2 separate regions of the Gossypium hirsutum genome follow, and region 1 is linked to region 2. Evidence: chromatin contacts called from public Hi-C data. All regions are on one chromosome and are shown on one strand. Each heading gives the region's core, a stretch centred on a gene start, on an enhancer-like site or on the middle of the called end of the contact. The rest is flanking DNA. Distances are from core to core; before and after follow the strand shown.

Evidence for each region. Hi-C and Micro-C count contacts between places; a contact is called where the count stands out from the background.
Region 1: a contact with region 2 is called in a Hi-C map of leaf, with 2.3 times the contacts expected there. The contact joins the promoter of LOC107936496 here to the enhancer-like site in region 2. A contact is called at or near these places in 5 of 34 Hi-C or Micro-C datasets (callus and leaf).

What each region holds. Positions count from the first base shown.
Region 1 is chrA08:119,188,519-119,195,460 of Gossypium_hirsutum_v2.1, reverse strand. It overlaps LOC107936496 (splicing factor U2af small subunit B), which reads right to left and starts at 2,946. Exons shown (of 1, transcript XM_016869227.2): 1 at 1,591-2,946. The coding sequence starts at 2,720. The coding sequence ends at 1,875. LOC107936497 (V-type proton ATPase subunit F) reads right to left here. Exons shown (of 5, transcript XM_016869228.2): 3 at 6,590-6,671; 4 at 5,640-5,722; 5 at 4,429-4,877. The coding sequence ends at 4,713. It overlaps LOC107936474 (tryptophan synthase alpha chain), which reads left to right. Exons shown (of 9, transcript XM_016869204.2): 8 at 131-190; 9 at 280-510. The coding sequence ends at 414.
Region 2 is chrA08:119,144,143-119,150,458 of Gossypium_hirsutum_v2.1, reverse strand. No RefSeq gene overlaps it. Among protein-coding and RNA genes, the nearest start is that of LOC107936508, 7.1 kb to the left of the region's middle. Within about 2 kb of position 2,823, at least 5 of the 9 cell types and tissues checked have an H3K27ac peak or open chromatin away from gene starts, as enhancers often do. A contact at or near this core is called in leaf, where this site is marked.

The sequences.
Region 1 (6,942 bases), core at 1,697-4,196, 45 kb before region 2:
TCTTGTTTAGGTGACAAATCAACAAACCTTTAATAGATTCTATTTCTTTCCTTATTTTACAATTATAGATTTTGATAATTCAAGTACCCTTTTTACTTGCATTTTGACGGTTTTAACTTCGGTACGGCAGGTAACAACCAAGCCTGTTGCTGTTGGCTTTGGCATATCGAAACCCGAGCATGTGAAGCAGGTCTGTCTTCCTTTGTATTTACCAATTTTTGTTTTTGGGTTCAATGTAGTTTGCTCGTTGAATGAATGAGAATATATAGTGACGAACAGGTTGCTGGATGGGGAGCCGACGGTGTGATCGTCGGGAGTGCGATGGTGAAGGTGCTGGGTGAAGCTAAGTCTCCTGATGAAGGATTGAAGGCATTAGAAACTTTTACCAAATCCTTGAAATCTGTACTTCCTTGAAAGTTTTAATGGGAACTAAATCAGACTGGATACTTTTTTCCTTGCAAATTGGAATTTCTTTGAAATAATGTGAAAATCTTGGGTTTGAAAGTACAATTTTGAGATCGAATTTTATTTTTAATTAGTTTTTAAAGTTAAATTCATTGGGTGCTCTGTCTTATGGGGGATACAATAAATTTCTGAATTATTTTCTCTCGTTTGAACTCGAAAAATGATCTTTAATGTCGTCAAAAACTTATTCAACCAAACTTCTAAACTCGAGATGTGAATTGTGCACATAATTTTTCTACTTTCTTTGAAATTTAAAGTTTTAATCATTACTAAATAACATACATTAAATGCATTTTTATTATTTTTAAAATTTTATACAATAAATACATTATTTCATATCAACTAATTTTTCTCTCAAAAAAATAGTTATTTTCATTTAATTCTATAAATATATTATCTCATATGTACTAACATATCAACTAATTATTTTCTCTAAAATTAACAGTTATTTTCATTTACTTCTAAAAAAGTTAGATTATTTTAGTTGAGGAATGTAATAATGATTTTTGAATCAAAACTAAATTCTTAAAATTCGAAAAAAATATAATACTCAAATTAGAGAAAAAATTTAAATCCAATTTACATATAAAATATGATAAAATTTCAAAATTTAAAATTAATAAAAATAAAAATTAATAAAATTCTGCATAGTAGGTTTCAAAAATGAGCTAAATCCTAATATTTATAATCCCTATACTTTTTGAATTTTAAAATTTTAAAATTTTAGTCTCACCAAACAATTAACTTTTAAATTTATTAAGTTATACTATTTTTAAAATATGATGTGATAATATTATTATCACATCTACTCCCTAAAAATTCAATTAATGAATTAATGACTATCGTTTGCTTTTAGAAGGATCAAATTGGAAAATATGGACTAAGATAACTATAGGCATAATATAGACCTAATAATTGGACTTAACTTCACATACTTAACTGCTACTATCTGGATCAAGACTAATTTTTTTTTTAAAATTTAAAAAATATAGGGACTAAAATAGATCAAATAATAGAGACTAAATCTATAACATTTACAAAGTACCAAGGATTAATAGTAGCATTTAACCTGAGAGAAGAACTTTAAGAAGAGCATAAGAATCTGACTAAAACAGAGTACTTGAGTAAGCAAATTAAAGCAAGAACTGATATTAAAGTAGCTTGAATCTCTTTAACAATGGACAAAAATAAAAGGAAACTATTCAACAGAGATACAGATACTCCCTTTAAAAAGACATTGTAACAGCTAAAATGGTGTCACGCATAGCTCGAAATGAATATTTAAGTTTTACCCAAAGTTGCAGAAACATAACAAAAACATTTCTGAAATTAGAAAAATAAATAATTATAACCAAAAAGGGAAGAGAAATGAAAATTATAGATCAAACCGTGGTCTAAAGAGCTTGCTCTTATGGCTTCTCTTCCCTTTCTCGATTCCATTGTTCAATCCTGGCTCTACGTTCTTCACTCCCTTCCCTAGCAGGTGGAGGGCTTCGGCTTCGGCTTCGACTATGGCTTCGTTTAGGACTTCCATTTTTTCTCCGACCACCGGCGTCACGGTCAGTCCTATCAGGTCTTCGACCATTCCTATCGCGATTATCATCACGGTCACGGTGACGGTCGCGATCCCTATCACGGCGGGGGCGAGGACTTCCGCTTCTGCTCCTACTCCGATGTCCTCTGTATTTCCGGTAACTTCCGAACAGTTTCCTTCTAAGGTCTCTCCCAATTACTTTGACGTGCATGAAATTGCAATAACCACCACGGTTACAGTTATTCTCCTCGTATTGCCGACACGTGGCTTCACGGAAATCGGTAACCGGGGAAAAATCGGCAATGATGGGTCGACCGGAGTAAAACCTTCCTTGAAGTGCCTGGAGAGCGGCTGCCGCTTGATCTTCCTCCCTGAACTGAGCATATACGTTTCCAATCATGTGATCGGCGAGGTTATCACAAACGTTAAGACTCTCGATCTCACCGAACTTGCTTAGTTCCTCGTAGATATCCTCGTAGAAATCCTCGAAATGTTCCTGGATCTTGCGAGGATCTATGGGTTGTCCTTGGGGATCTACTCCGGGAGTGATCATATCTGGCCGCTGATACATGTTGGAAAGAAGGATGGTTGGGGAGATCGTCGGCCGGTTATGGAGACGTGAGCACCGGTCACCGTGCCGGCAAGCTCCAATCTTGAAATAAAAGGGACAATTAACACGGTCCTTCTCGGTACCGAAGATAGAGGCTAAGTGTTCCGCCATTGTTGAAGGAAATCAAACACAATAACGAGATTATTAAATTTAATTTCTATTAAAAACAAAAGGGATGAAGAAGAAATAGAATTGGGAAGCTATGGTAAAGTTAGGGTTTTCGAAACCCTAATTTTTGGAGTTCTTTTGGAAAAGAAAGGGAAAGAGAGAGATGGAGCATACGCCGGGGAAAGCCTTCGTAAACAAAAATCAAAGACCGGTTGTTTGGTAAATGATGGGCTTAATGATCCCTTAAACAAAATGGGTCTATGATGGGCTTTGAAGAGAAAAAGGGTGAACTACACCAAAGGTCATAAATTATTAGTATGTTTACATTTTAGCCACTCAACTTTAGAAAGTTACAAAATAGTCACTATACTATTCAAATGTTTTCATTTAAGTTACTAGACTGTTAAGATTTTTTTAAAAGTCTAAATGGTGACCTTCGAGCGACAATATAATGATCGGTACAATGGAACAATACCTATTAACAAGTAGAACATATGTCAGATCTAAGACGATCTGATGGTCAGTGTCAAAGAAGAAAACAATTTAAATTTTGTTTTGCAAATTCGTGATGTTCAAAGTTGTTTCATGAACTGTAAAAGAGAAGGGGAAGTTTACCCTTTCGATTGGTGTCGAAGGTGAGAACAGAGAAGACCATAAAACTACGATTTAAATAGCTTGATGACTTAAATAAAAAATTGCAAATAATTTAATGATCATTTTGTAAGTTTTTAAAATTGAATGAGTAAAACATAAACTATCAATAATTCAATGATTTTGGATGTAGTATACCCAAAGAAAAAATGTGAAAGTATTTAGTAAATTGCTCTATTATAAGGACAAGAATAAATTAACCCTTCTATTATGAAATGAATCAAAGATTAAATTTGAACAAGATTTAATATTTAAACTGCAAATGAAAAAAGTTATGGCATTTTTTAAATAATGATTATTAACTTTGTCATAATTTGATTTAACACTAACTTTTTCTTTTGTTGATACCTAAGACTATCCATAATTATTCTCCAATTACATTTCAACACACTCGAACCCTTAAACGAGCTAAAACTCAATCAACATGAAGCAACTAATGTGAACTAATGTTAATCGGTCACAAATTGACTTAGCAGATAGTTTCACCAAAGAAAAAATTGTTAGAATATAAATTAATGAAAAATCAACCAGGAATCTTAATTGCATCCCGTTGGAGAACTTTAGCATTTTATAAATTTGTGCAAACCAAAATTTTTCAGCCAGACTTGTTGATCCTAAATCCATAATCCAACATAATCCAAACTCAAAATTCTGAATTGGATTGAATTCATTTGGACTCGATAACCTTAAAATAATTCGATCTTGAAATGATTCAAAGTTAAAATGACTTGAAAAACTCTGCATAACAAATTCGAAATTTCCATAGCAACGTAGAATGACACGAACTGAAGTCTAAACCCAAAACTGACTCTCAACCAAAATGACTCCAAACCCAAAAATTTTATCTTATAAATTACCCGGACTCAAATTGATATGATCTAAAACCAACCTAGCCTCGCCAATTAATAGTTCCAGCTACAAGCTTACAAGGCCATATAACACTAGTGGAACTTATTTTTCAAGTACCTTAAAACGAGCTACAACAATTTAATAGGCTCCCTACACCATAGATTCCAGCTTATCTTTCTCTAATCAACAAGATTTCAAGCAAACCCGGCCAGAAAAAAGAGTGCCATTCAATAGAACCATCGTTACCTTAATGTTAACAAGGAGGCATCCGTTGGATGATGACTGATGAATCCTCCGAACTCTAGTCAAACATCTTATTCAATTAAAAAAAAAAAGCCACTAAAGCATATCTCCAACTAAAAGTTGCATACTGTAGTTCATGGAATTTGAGACGAGAACCACTACCAATTGTCTGGAAAGAATAATTTTAGTCACCCATAATAAACGAATCATTAAGGAAATAGAAACACAATGAGACTAAGTGTCTATTGGCATTTAACGCCTCCCAGATGCCACTGATTCTGCAGAAAAGAGGTATTTAACCCGTGAAAGAACTGAATCATGTGCCGGATCATATGGATGATCCTTAGATGGAATCTCCAAGATCGCTGGAACAGGCTTGTTGTAGCTATCCACCAGAAACCTTATCATATTTGCAACCTGCGATTAAAAAGGTAGAGGGCCACAGCTTAATTTAGCAAATACGAACTTGGTTTCCAATGAAATTCAAATAGAAATTCTGTACTTGTGTCTGGACCGGTTATCATTATAGATCAAACTATGAATGTAAAAGATTCAAAAGGCAGTGTCATTTGGTTAATCTAACTAGGTAGTAGGCTAGGATAGCCAATATCAGAATAAGATGAAATTATCAATAAGACAGTACGAGCAAGCAAGACAAGAAGTAGAACACTAGCTGGTCATGAAGAAGTTTAGGTACTAACCATATTTTACAGAGGCATTTTATCAAATGGCATATCTTTTATTTGATCAGATCTCATCATCGGTATTACTAATGTAGCAGTCCCTATTATTGTTATTGATAACATGATTCATGTAACAAGTTAGAGAGTCACTTAAACACTGCACTTCATTACTGAATCCAGTATATGTGTTTCTGAGCTTTAAGGCAATATAGGTTAACATGTCACAGATAATTGACCAACAGTCAATTCTATGGAGCAGTGTAAGTGTGACTTAATAATGCGATGGAAGCAAGAGAATTTACATGATCTGTGCGACTTAATAATGAGATGGAAGCAAGAGAATTTACATGATCTGTGTTTGTTAGCATTTCATAGATCTCCAGCTACACATTACAACTTCTGTGCACGATACAGCTTAACAAACATATAGATATTCGCATAAAAACTGCAGAATAGAATTGATAATTTATGGCAATATCTGCTGGAAAAAACTTACATATTGGCTAATCAGAACGACAGCAATATCCTCCCGTGTAGTGAACTCCTTAAACGTATCTTCAATTTGTTTAACAGTGGTTTCTAACAGGCAGAAACAAAAGCATTGAGTGAGTAAATGATAAAAAATCTGGAAATATTTAATTTGAATATGAAAATAACCATCCGCGATGATTTGTTTATAGAAAAACCTAAAAAAGAAAAAGCTAAAAGATGTAGAAATCTGATATTTATTCTGATCCCAACAAGTCAGACAACTATGCATTGTCCTTCCTTTTCTATTTCCCTCCCCTCTATTGCTACCAAATGAAAGGACATTTCCTAATAAATGGGTTAATTACTTAATTTTCCTAGTCAACACACATACAATGCAAATGATGTCATATTTAAAACTTGAAAGACATATTCGTACTTCTCTATGAATTGTTTATTTTTACTAGTCTTATTAATACTTGTTTCAACACAAAAAGGCACAAACACGTGGTTCCCACCCAAATAAAAATTTAATAACCAAGGAACCTAAAAGTCCAAAAGAAAAAATGACTTGAAATCATAGGTTCTGAGAATATAATTCAACTACGGTTGCATGTGTTAACAAATATGAAACAAACCATGTAGTTACTTTGATTTGAAAAAGAAAACTGTATCAACGGCATACATTTAGTTTAAAAATCCTAAACAGCATGTTCCCTTATTCAATATCTAGATTGTGATATTCCACTCTTTATCTAGACAGCAGATAAACCACGGTCAAGCTGAACATAATTTGGCCAATTCATTTACCCTAAGGTGATTAAGAGAAAGTAAATAACTGCTCAACCTTTGAATCCAATGAGCGAATAAACTATCAATGGCAAGTATGCAACTATAAAATGTTGACAAGAGTTTGATGAAGACCATACTTAAAATTTCAATTAATAGTAATAAAACATAGAAAGTTAAAGAGCTTACTTGAATCTACAATAAGATAATTTGTCTTCCTTCGCAAGTCAACATTACCCACACCAGCCATTAGAAAACCAACCACCGTGTCCTAGCCCAACAAATTATAAGTCAGACAGGTCAAGTCAATTTGTGAATTACATATAATGACATTTATCATTATGTTAACAACATTAGTAGAACATATATTCATCAAACCATACCATACACATACTCTTATTCTTACTACGTTGAGGAAACATGGAAAATGACTGGATATAGATGTTTTGGGGGAATTCTTAAAACAGTATGGCAATGAGTGATCTTTTCTATAACATATTAGAATCATTCAGAAAATGAAAAACTCGCCAATAAATTTATGA
Region 2 (6,316 bases), core at 1,574-4,073:
CATACGGTGATACTTGAATCCAAAATTTCAATAATCTTAGAATTTTATCATTAAGCCAAGGCCTCATTGTCATTGTTTGTAGATTCAAGAGAAAAAGAGAGAGAGAAAGAGGGGGGTCTAATTATGAATTTAGCTATTCTACTATGTTGAATTTTACAATTTAATCATTTTACTTTAATTTGACATAATTTGATCATTCTATTTTTTACAATGTTATTAGTATGTCCAAATTGATAACATTGTTCGTTACCATTGTTAAACTGATATATGAAATCTTTTTAACAGTTACTCGTTTATACAATTAAAAACATAAAAAATTCATCAATAATATTGAGCCTATAATAAATTTACAAATTGGATGTTCAAGATTAATTAAAAAAAAACTATCATTTTAATAATAATAACTAATGTACTATAGATCTACTAATAATCTTATAAAAACAAAGGAATGAAGTTAATGTAAAATGATTAAATTTCAACCTAGTATAATGATTAAAACCATAATTAGATAATAAAAAACCCTATTATTTAATTACGTGTTTTGTTTACCAATTGAAAATCATAACAATATTTGTTATAAATGGTGTTGTTATTAACTTATAATTGATAATTGGTGTTCATAAATTGTATCAATTCCACTAAAGTCTATAGATGTTTAGTTTGCTTTTTTTTTTTCAGTAAATTTAATTTTTTATCATTAATATTAAGATGCTATTTGTAAAAACAGAATGACGATAATGGTAAAAAAAAAGAGAAAAAGAACACACAGATTTTATATAGAAACCATTTCAGAAAAAAAATCATGGGTAGAGGAGAAAAAATTCACTATGTTGAACTGACTTTATTTATAGGTTTAGAAAACCTTATTCTAATGAACATCTAATGGAAGTAATCAATAATATTGAAACACCTTATTCAAATCAATATCAAACAGATGAAGTAGACTTCTATACGAATTCTTCTTGTGCAGCCTGTCTTGCCACTTATATTTTATTTCAATAAAAAATTGAGTCACAACTCTATTACTATTAAATTAAACTTTAAATAATATATTTTAAGTATAAAATCTATAAAATTCAATAATTAGGCATTTTCAATGCTCAAAATTATCCTTGAACTATGTTTTTTTTTTTAAATCTACGTAATTTATCAATTTCATTTAATTTTACTCCAAAACACAATGCCAACAAAAGAAAATGATATGTAGCTTATTCTTATTGGAAGTCCTATATTTTTTCAGATAAAAGGGGTAGGCCTCCCTGAAATGGGAAAATTTCAGTTCTTATCCTTTAAAATGTAAATAAAAAAAAAACTTGACTTTGCCCTCCAAAATTATAAAATTTTGATTTAGTCCTTTCAAAACATTATAATTAATTACAATAATAAAATTGCATTTTAAATCTTATAAAAACATATAATTTAATATTGATCCTTCCAGAAAAAGCTTTTCTAGCCTCTCTTTTGGGGAACGGATAGTTTAGATATCAATTTAAAAAAAAAAATTATGTACTTAAATGAAAAAACCAATATAATTCATGAACCAATTTGATAATTAAAACGAAAATCGATAATAAAGTTTGTCAGTCATTTTGGTGGACACCATTCAAAAAGTAAAAAGATTAGGGCATAGAATCAACATGATTCACACGATTCAGATGAGCATCATCTTCATAATGAAAAATAATGATAAAAGAAATCAGCTACAATACACTAAAAAAGGACCCTTTTTTACTATAATATTTTATGTGTGGGTTGCATGCTGTTATGAATGGAATTGTGATGAACTCATTTTGACCAAATCCAAATTAAATATAATATACTTCCAACAAAATATTAAATATAATATTTATTAAAATAAAGTTGTTTTTAACTCCTGTGAACTGTGATTCGATTTTAAAGCGCATTCATTAGATTTCAAAGTGAAATTAAGATAAATAAATAAATATATATTTAAATGAATATGATAATATATTAAATATGTCGATTGAGTCTTAGCTTGATTAGTATTGGCGTTATTGTCAGTATAGGAGGATGTGGGTTTGAGTACGCTGAAGCGCATTATCCTCCTATTTAAGGGTTGGGAAAGGGCTATGAGTAATTTTAGGCATTGACATATTATACTATTTGTTAAAAATAACAAATAATTTTTTAAATTTTTTAATGCTTCTTGCTAAAATAAAGTTCAATAAGGCATCGGAGTTGTTGATTAATGCTTCTTGTTATATGCAATTACAATATGTTGGTTTTCAGTCCTAACATGTGCCTTTGTCATATATGGGTTTTGTCCAATTTTCTTAGGCATGGATTAGTCTTGTCAACTTAAGTTGGAATGATTTCTTTTCCAAAATGTAATTTGTCACCTTTTAAAGCTTTTTGAACTAAAAAATTTAATTTGATTAATTCAAGTTCACATTTGATCCAATCTGATTTGATCATAAAAAAATAACAATCTTAATCCAAATGTCATAGAATAAAAAATAATCTGAACTCAAGATGACCTAAATGTGAAATAGCTCAAACTTGAAATGCCATGACTCTGTCTTCATACCTCGCCAACATCACCTTGTCGATCACAACATTGTCTATAGATGACACCTCACCAATTTAACCTTGCTAGCACATGCATACTTGACAGGTAGAACGTCTCCAACCTACCTTGCCAAAGACATGTGTTGAGCCTCCTCTTCACATTAAGAACACAGAGAGCTCACGTAAAAATTCGTTAAGTCAACATCAATTTAATCGCAACCAGGTAATCAAATTCATCAATACCATCGTCGTTTAGCTAGGAAGGCTATCATGTCCCTTAAAGGGCCTATCATGACAAGACCAACAAGGACACATATGGCCTAAGGGAAATGGGCCTCGCTTGTAACTATAAGTACCCTTCCATATCATTAAAAAGGTTATTCTTCTTCAACATTTTTTTTTGCACTCTTATTTTATCCAATCACCATCCTAGCGACTCTCAATACATCACTATCATGTAAACCGCCATCTTTCTCCTCCTTGCTCTTTTTACCTTTAACAAACTCAAAACAAGAAAAATTTGAAATAATTCAAACTCAAAATGAACATAAAATATTAAAATCAGATCGACCTAACCCAATCATGTCTTCACTTTCACTTCTTATTTCCTTTAGATTTTTTTTTCTCTCATTCCATCTACCTTTACTTTGACAATGTTCTTTTGCCTGAGCATTCTCAAAAGAATCCCTTCTCGTCTTTCTTGCCACAAGGTCCTCTTGTTATAATTGACTATTTTCCTCACAAGCGCTCCTACTAAGAGTGACAATGAGGGAAAATTAGGTACACGAACTTGCCGATTGTTGATGGGTTCATTTCTTAACTGGATGTCATTGTTTCATAGAACTAGGCAACAATTTAAAAATCGAGCTTGAGCCACCTCTATCAACACCGATGTTATTAAGTCACATTCCCTTCCCTCCTGTTGCCTCTTTCTTGTTTTCATAGTTTTGATCAGACATGACGCGTGTGAATGTTCCATCGCTTTGGACTCCGGTTATAAAGGTTGTTGAGCTCAACAGAAGTGTGGCTCTCTCCCTCCTCCATGTCCATACTCGAATAACTCTTCTTTTGGCACAGAGAAGATTACAATCGGTCCTTTGGCCTAATGATTTATTTACCATATTTGATATTTTGTTGCCTTGTAACTTGTTTGAATGATTCTAATGTTTAAAAAAACAAAAAATCTACCATGTGGCAAAGATTTTCATGTCTTGAATTTAGGGCACGGGTCCTACTACAATGATTAGAGATGAAATTGATTTTTTTTTCATAAGAATTCCCAAAGTTTTCCCTTTTTAAAAAGAAAAAAAACTCTTTCCAACTTGTCACTGTATTTTTTATATCATGTGGAGGAGGCTCCTTGGGGTCTCAAGCTCTTTGTTTAGTCAGTTCATGTTTGTTACTTATTGGATCAATTTTGATTGAATTTTAAAGGCTACTTTTGAATTTTGATCTGAAATCTGATATGATATCTCACTGTAATTGGATTCTCTGCTGGGCCTTTTCCTTTCTTTTTTTTTTCTTTTTTTTTTTCTGGTGTGTGTAGGCTCCATGGAGAGAAAGGACAACCATGTTTCTAGATTAATTTAAATAATCAATTTTTTAGATAAAAATATTAATTTTTATTTAATAAAAATATTAATTTCGAAATACTAAATTTTTTAAAAATTAATTTCGTTAATAATTAAAACGACAATACAATAACAAACAGAAAAAGACAGAAAACAAAATTTGATATGATACAAATAAAAGAATACAGATATTAAATTTCATAAAAATAAATTGTGAATGTGTAAAAATAAATGCTCTAATTAGAGCATAGGGCCTCATGTGGGTCTTACTAAGAAAATGCTGTCTCCCCAATATATGGGCTTCTTTTTCTTGAAAACCATATTCCCCAACACACTGTTCTTTTCTTCTCATTATCTTCCCTACATTAAAATATTTAGGGAATCTTAGATACAAAATTATGACACTATATTTTGGTTTTTTTTGAATTTCACAAGCGGATTAAGAGTATGATTTGTATTTTATAAAATATAGTAAAATAAAATATTTTTAATATGTAAATAAATAGGACACTTGTCATGTTTTCAATAACATTTGTGGAGTTTAACGCTTTACAAGTTGCAAATCATATAATTATATAGATAAATTTTAAATTTATTATGAAATTTGAATTTGTACAATTTTAAACATGAAATTTTGATTTGATCTAATTCTCAAAAATTATTAAAACAATTAATGATGATGCGTATGATTGAATCAAATTAAAGTTTCATGTTTACATTTGAACCACAATTAAAATTTCATATGTATAATTACACCAAATCAAAGTTCATGTATTGTAGGGTGGACCTTCGAAATATATGTCAAATCTCACTCCAAGCTATACATATGATTTTCATCGAATACGGTTTTTCACATAATTCTATATGTATCTATGAGATCGAGTATGAATTCTGTTTACTTACTTTAAATTAAGTATCCGTTTCCATCCCTTTCCTATTAGGATTGAAAATATTTATTTTACATATTCATATGATTAAATCAATGAATTTTTGAAATAGTGTAAAAATATCTATCTTAGATGATAATTTTGAGGATATTTAATTGTCCAAGACAATGGGATATTGTTTATTTTGAAAAAGTAAAAAATGTTCTCTTGAAAAAGAAATTGCTTAAAAAAAAGATAACACTTATTATTTATAATTACAATCTAATCCTTAGCTAGTGGATTAAGAATTTATATTTTTTGTCTCAACAAGTTTCTACATCCTCATTGTAGCTTAAAAACAGATAAAATCACACTATAGTTCGCTTTGCTCTTAATTTTTAAGAGATTTCGTTAAGGAATATTTACAAGCACCAATTAAAACTTATAATCTATATCTTTTTATGTGTTATACATTATATATATATATCATTAAAAAGAACATTAAAGACCGTAATGAAGATAAGGTGTGAAAATTTAAGCATTTTGAGGACCCCATTGAAAGAGTAAATTGCATTTTTTGTGTGCCCATGACTGTAATGCCTTCCACAAGCTTTGGGTTGCTAGTACTATGATTTAAAAAAATAGTCACAAATCAAATCAACCTTACGTTTGCCTACCAAGTGAATGACAAAAAAAAAAGGGTAATTATACACCAAAGTCTAAAGCTAAAGGCTAAAGTGGAGCAAAATTATCTCAACTTTGGAAACTGGCCAGACTTTTTATTTCAATAAAATAGACTATGCCAACCATGTTATTAGTTTTAGCGCCTGCATCCTTGTTGGGAATTTTCTTTATAAAGGGAAAAAAAATGGCATCCAAGATGTACCTATTAAAGAGAAGCAATGATGTTAAAAGTTTGGTATTTGAGGAGGTGACGGGTCCAATAGAGTGGTAGTATCTAGTATTTTAGTTAGGTGCTGAAAATAGGTCATATAGATACACAATGTTACCTATAAAGAAAATCTCAACAGTTGCACTTGATAATGTTTGGATCCATGTTGTATAAGGCATTGTTGGGTAAGTGCGCTACTTGTTGAGGCATTTGTGATTCTTGATGAACAAAATTTCACATACTTCTTTTGAAAGAGTCGACCTCCTTTCAAGCTTTCATGCTTGAGAGTTAGTAGACCCTTCGATGAGTTGGGTTTGTGGAGCTTGAGTGTTTGGAGTGACAACGAGTTCAAAAGAGTGATAGAGTCACATTAGATGCCTATAAAATTGAATCATATAGATGTATTGGTCACCTACTAAGGAAGTCTCAACATTTGCACTTAATAATGTTGGAATCCA